Linked DNA regions of Sus scrofa: region 2 is linked to region 1. Evidence: chromatin contacts called from public promoter capture Hi-C data. All regions are on one chromosome and are shown on one strand. The core of a region is the stretch at or near the end of the contact, and the rest is flanking DNA. Distances in the headings are between cores, read along the strand shown.

Evidence for each region. Promoter capture Hi-C pulls out the DNA fragments that hold promoters and counts their contacts.
Region 2: a promoter capture Hi-C map of fetal liver shows a contact between it and region 1, with 5 times the contacts expected there. The contact joins the promoter of TMEM107 here to the promoter of ACAP1 in region 1. A contact is called at or near these places in 2 of 5 promoter capture datasets (fetal liver and liver) and 1 of 47 Hi-C or Micro-C datasets (embryonic fibroblasts).

What each region holds. Positions count from the first base shown.
Region 1 is chr12:52,681,732-52,684,743 of Sscrofa11.1, reverse strand. It overlaps ACAP1 (arf-GAP with coiled-coil, ANK repeat and PH domain-containing protein 1), which reads right to left and starts at 1,514. Exons shown (of 25, transcript XM_021067819.1): 1 at 1,375-1,514; 2 at 505-1,018; 3 at 198-350; 4 at 1-79.
Region 2 is chr12:53,395,663-53,398,674 of Sscrofa11.1, reverse strand. It overlaps TMEM107 (transmembrane protein 107), which reads left to right and starts at 1,611. Exons shown (of 5, transcript XM_013990058.2): 1 at 1,611-1,841; 2 at 2,011-2,078; 3 at 2,181-2,281. The coding sequence starts at 1,755. BORCS6 (BLOC-1-related complex subunit 6) reads left to right here. Exons shown (of 3, transcript XM_021067862.1): 2 at 623-1,841.

The DNA.
Region 1 (3,012 bases), core at 265-2,764:
CCCTGCCCACCCCTAGCTGGCTACGTTTTCCATTGCCTGGTTTCCTCCTCCTGAGTCCATCGAAGCCGCAGGGTTTCATCTGGAGGGAGACGGGGCCGAGTGAGTGACTTTCTTGCTGCAGGCGGGAGACGTGGCCCCTGTGACCTCAGATGCCCTAGAACCTAGCCTCTCAGCCCCGTGCCCCTGCCCATGCTCACGTCTGTGCTGGTCCTGGCTTGGGAGGTTTGGGTGGCGTCCAGCATCCCTCTCTGAGCCTTCTGCGCTTTGCCAGTTCAGCCCCTTGGACACCAGCCACTGACACCAGCCAGACATTGCTTGGGACCCGCTGTCTTTGAAGGGCGGGGCAGGACCTGGAGCGGGTGGGCCGCAGAGAGGACTCAGGCAGGAGGTGTGGGGGCAGCGGTGGTGCCAGGCTAGAGGGGGCCCCACTCCTCTGAGCCCCGTGGGCCCTCCCTATGCCGCACGGACCTCGCCCACAAGGACGTTTAAAGCCTCTCTCATCACCTGTTGCCGATGAACCGGCCCGAGAGGAGCAGGGGTTGGGGGGTGGGAGCTTGCCAAGAGCCAGGCCTGGTAAGATGGTGGCCTGGTGCCCTCACCAGGCTTCACTGGTGTCACTGTCACCTTCACGGAGTTCTCGGGGGCCCTGTGATCCTGAGGGGGGCTTCTCTTGTGGTCCAGCAGGCGGACCTCAGTGCCCACAGGACTCTCAATCACCCAGTTTAAGTTGGCGGAGCCTGGAAGCATCACAGGATCAGGGCGGGGGCACCCATGGGTCCTCGGCCCTCCCGCTCCTGGGCTGTCCTGGCCCGGCTCTCACTGGACTGCTGCTCATCTTCCGTGTCCTCCTCCAGCTCAGGGTGGGGAGAACACCTGAGGTACCTCCCTTTCCTGTAATACTCCTTGCGCTGCAGCTCCATCTCCTTCTCCGTGACGGGGGTGGCTGACACTTGGGACTGACTTCTGAAGGCAGGGGAATCCGAGGAGTCCCTCAAATCAATCTGACTCTTACGGCCACCTAGGGAATGCAGGCCGCCAGGGTCCCCTGTGACGACCAGTGCCCCCAGCACAGGGGAGAAGCTCAAGCCCCAGGTTCTCACCTCCTCCCATTTTAGAAAATCATCAGTGACCACCCCCCCCCCCGCCCCGTTTCCTTGGGTTCTCTGTTCCCCCTCCCCAGCCAGCCTTCCTTGGGGACCATCCTGATGGGGACCCCAACCCAGCTGCCCTCTGTCTTCCCTGGGGTCAGCTTCCAGCACAGCTTTCCTGTGGCAGCAGGGCCCTGGGGTGATGCCCACTGGGAAACACAGGCTATGGAGGAGAAGGTTCTGGAGAACAATTCCTTTAAGGCCCTGGGGCCCCAGCAGAGCTAACCTTTGGCTTCTAGGATGTGGTTCCTGGCCACCAGGCCAATCTCATCTTTGACTCCTCTGGTCAGTCCTCCTGCCCCACTTCTCTCCGCAGGCCTGAGCTCTGGGTCCAGCATCACACCTCGACTGGCACTGCTCACACCGAGGCCACCCACGTGGCTGCCCTTGTTAGGATCCAAGGGCAGGTTTTTCTGAGCCTTGAGGTACTTTCCTTCATTGTAATGGGCCTTGCGGCGCTTTTCAAAATCGCTGGGTTCTGCGGGCCAGGGTCACAGCTTGGCTTGCTTTCCTGCCAGGCTCTCGATGAAGGCTCCCTCCACCTCCCCCTTCGACTCAGCCCCTGCCCTGCATCTCACGTGTCTTGGAAAAGTTGTCTGAAGAGCCGAAGCTTTTGTGATCACTGTACAGAAGGACCTTGGGGCAGAAATCATCCATTGTTGCTAACCTGAAGGGGAGGGAGACCAGTTGGGGGCACAGAAGGGAGAGAACAAGGTGGGGGGGGGCAGGTGGTAGATGGGACGAAGCTGGCTGACTTCCTGACCTCAGCCTGGACAAGTCCTGATCCAAACTGTAGGACCTCCCATTTGGCGGGGGGGGGGGGGGGGGGCAAGAGCAGATCTGGCACTGACCCGAGTTCGGGGGTGGAGGGAGGAAGAGGCCCCACGTTCCAAAGGAGCTCTGGCAGGACTCTCACCTCTCTGCCAGCTCCTCAGGAGTCATTGCGTAGGAGGTCCCCGCCAGCAGGTCCTCTTCGCTGTCCTGCAGTCTGCAGAGAAGGGAGGAAGCAGTCCCTGAGGCCCCTCTGCCTCCCCGTGCCTTTGACTAGGGAAGGGAGTCTGGGTTGAAGGGCTAGGGCTGAGGACTCTGCACCTGTGGTAGGGGGTGCTGGGCTCATCCACCTTCATAAATCCATAGTCCTTGTCAGCAGGGTGGTAGGTGGCCAGGATATTCATTTCATCCCAGTGCTGAGACTTTCTCCTTGGGGTGAAGGAAGGTCACAAAAAAAGGAGGAGGAGACCTTCTAGGGACCTCCACCTCTGCACAGCCCTCCCTCTTCTTTCTGTCATTCAAAACTTTCTCTTGTCCTGCCTAGTTCCAGAGGTATCGGAGGCTGGGGATGGGGTCAAACCTGAGGATAATCGTACTATGCAGTCAGGGTTTATGCAGTACCTGCCACTCCCTCAAAGGCTAGGAACCTCAGATTGTCCACCCATTTACCCACATCTACTCTCATTTCCAGTTCTTGGGACTCCGCCCCTTCTCTCTGCAGACTCCGCCTGCTCTAGTGTCTGGAATCTCTTCCTCCCTGGCTCCTTACCTCTCTGCCCTGGGGGATTTGTGCATCATGATGGAGCTGCTGTTTTTTAGGATGCTTCGGGGCCGGTCCTCACAGGGTTTGTCGGGGTGCGTGCAAGTTGACCCAGGGCGCGGAATGGATCCTGAGTTGTACATCCCAGGTCCCCCCGACCCCAGGTTGGATGTCCCCGATACACTGGTTCCAGGAAAGGGGGGACTAAACCCGCCAGGGTGTGTACCCGACCCATGGCTGTGGCCCGCGACCTCCCCAGGGTGCTGGTGGAGCCCGGAGTCGAGGACTGCTGTCCCCCCAGGATGCGCGGGGGGCCCAGAACCGTGAACCATG
Region 2 (3,012 bases), core at 362-2,861, 710 kb before region 1:
CATGAGGACAGTGGATACAATCCCTGGCTTCGCTCAGTGGGTTAAGGATCCAGCGTTGTCTGTGGCCTGTGGTGTCGGTTGCAGATGCGGCTCGGATCCTGTGTGGCTGTGGCGCAGCTCAGATTCAATCCTTAGCCTGGGAACTTTCATATGCCGCAGGTGCGGCCCTAAAAAGACACACACACACACACACACACACACACACACACACACACACACACACACACGAAAGCCTATTTGTGGCCTGTCAAACATTCCACATCTGCTTTAATTGTTATAGAAACAGGCACAGGAACCAGAAGAAAAGAATACCCATTGTTAAAAATAATGTGCCCTCTTCCTGGGGTGCCAGTGCTGGCACTCCCTGGATGATAAGACTCCCTTCCCAGGTGCCAAGGACATACTAACTCACTGCGTAGGTGCTGGCCTGTTCTTTTTTTTTTTTTTTCAATCTTGAAGAATTGCAGCCCCGACTTGTTTAATATTCTTTGTTCTGACAGGATATAATACAGTGCTGGAAATCATGCATCTTCTGAGCAGTTTCTAAGAGTGATATGGGAAGCAGATTCAGGGCTACTCAGTAGTTTGGCTCAAATGAAATTTTCTTCAATTCTTATTTTAGATCCTTTATTGATTATTATCATTGGCAACGGGAAGAAGAGCGATGATCCGGTAAGAGGGTAGGGAGGTCCCTGTGAGGTTGTGCATATGAGAAATGAACTCCGGCCAGAACTTTCCGTTCTGCCTGGAACCCTTTTGAGGCCCAAAGGTCAGGGAGGTCGCTGATAGTGAGAGATGCTTGGATAGTAGCTGGGCAAAGTCAAGTGCCCACGCCTCAAAGAGATAAGGAAATCCTTGCAGAGTCTGCATCGACACCCTCGCTCCTGGCCTCCCGGGGACGCAAGGTCTCATTCCCTGCCTCCACCCCCATCCCCAGCCCTTTCTGGTCCTCTTTGTTCCCTCTCTTCCCCAAACACACTTCTTGGGGCACACCCTAGTCCAAGAGAGCGGGCCACTTTCCGCGATGTGCAAATCCCTCACCAGTCTGAGCAAAGGTGTCTGGGGCGTGAGGGAGGGGGAACTAGAATCAACGAAGGTGCAGGTATGGGGTCCTCCAACGACCAGGGGCTCTGGGACAACAAGTGGCAGCCGGACAACATAGGCACATCCACCTCTCCACGTTCGGCCCAGGGCACGTGGGAGCTAAAGGAATGCGGAGGAGGGAAGGAGAGAGAGCATCCAGGCCTCAGGCACAGACAGCCGTGTCCGGAGGTTCATCCGGGACAACGCAGCAGGGGTTGGGGGTCGGGCTGCACCCGGCGTGGGCATCCGGAGAAGGGGGGGGTCCCAGGCTAGGCCCGGAGGGTTTCCGTTCGCCGGCGCTGCGCGGGCAGACTGGACGATGCAGGGCAGCGCCACCGCACACTCGGTGCTGACCGCTCGGCTGCTAGTGACCAGGCAACGGATAATCGGCCTCCCGCCGGAATCAAGTACGACGCAACCTGACTTGCAGTCCCGCGACGGCACGCAGCTGCTTGACAGTTTAATGCTCTCGCGAGATTTTCAGAGATCCGGTCGCAGCACCAGCTACCGCAGTTACCAAGGCAACTGGGCGGTGCCAGCGCGAGCGGGAAGGAGGCGAACGTCGAATTTTTGTCTGCTAGCCTAGGAGACTTGAGGACTGGCCCTCCCCGAGTTTCCAGCCCTAGAAACCCCGGCCTCTGCTCCAGGCAGTACCCCGTCCCCTGGGGGCCATGAGCCGGGTCTCGGGGCTCGTGCCCTCTCGCTTCCTGACGCTCCTGGCGCATCTGGTGGTCGTCATCACCTTATTCTGGTCCAGGGTAAGACCCACGGCCCCGCTCCGTTAGTCCACGCTCCCACCTTGGAGTGGTCCTGGCCCCACTCTACGCCTCTCCCCGGGGGCTTACCCGGTCGGGTGCTCCCCCCCCCGCCCCCACCCCGCCACCGCCGCCCCTCTCTCAACTTCTTTCTTTCTGCCCTGCTCCTCAGGACAGCAACATCCAGGCCTGCCTGCCTCTCACGTTCACCCCTGAGGAGTATGAGAAGCAGGATATTCAGTGAGCACCTGGGGCAGGGTGGTCAGAATTAAGCAGTCGTGGAAGTGAAGGGGTCTTAGAAAAAGTTCAAGAGGCCTAAGCCCACACCCTTCCTTTCTGCAGGCTGGTGGCAGCGCTTTCTGTCACCCTGGGCCTCTTTGCAGTGGAGCTGGTCGGTTTCTTCTCAGGAGTTTCCATGTTCAACAGCACCCAGAGCCTCATCTGTATCCTTTCTTCCGTGCACCTTTCCTGCACCGGCCATTTTCATCACAGCTCCTCTCCGCCACCTAACTAGGCCTTTCTGGTACATTGGTGTTTGTTCTAGTAGGCAAACAGAGTCCCTCCAGTTGAGAAATCTTCTTAGGCACTGTGGGAGATTTAATACAATCTTTGGGCATCTGTTAAGCTCCTGCTATACATCAGTCACTGGAGATCTCAAAATGGGAGTAAAACACAATTTTCTACCTTGAGGAAGAGTTAGACACAGACAGACATCTGTAATTCCGTGTGATAAGCACTGTGCCACGGGATGTGTAAAGATATGAAGCTTGTGGGGACACAGACGAGACAGAGGACGTGAGGGAGATGGATTAGGGAAGGCTTTGGTACTTGAATTGTGGTCAGGGAGGACCAGGGTGCTGGAAAGTGATTCCAGCAGAGAGTAAAAGGTCACAGAGTGCTTGGAACAGATGGGGAGGCTACTACCTCACCTGAACGGTCCAGGCTAGATATGGGGTGGGGGTTGCTTAAGGTCCCAGCTGTGCAGACTCAGCTCCTCTACTCACATGGCTGCCCTAAAACTCAGGATTCAGGGCTGCTGGCTCTGGCCTTTGCAGTGTGGTAAGAGGAGCAAGAGGTGCCCCGCTTCCTAGGATGTAAACCTGAATGTAGATGCCAGCCCCCAAACCGGCCTTTTCTGACCCATTACTACCTATTGATCCAAAGGATTTCCTTG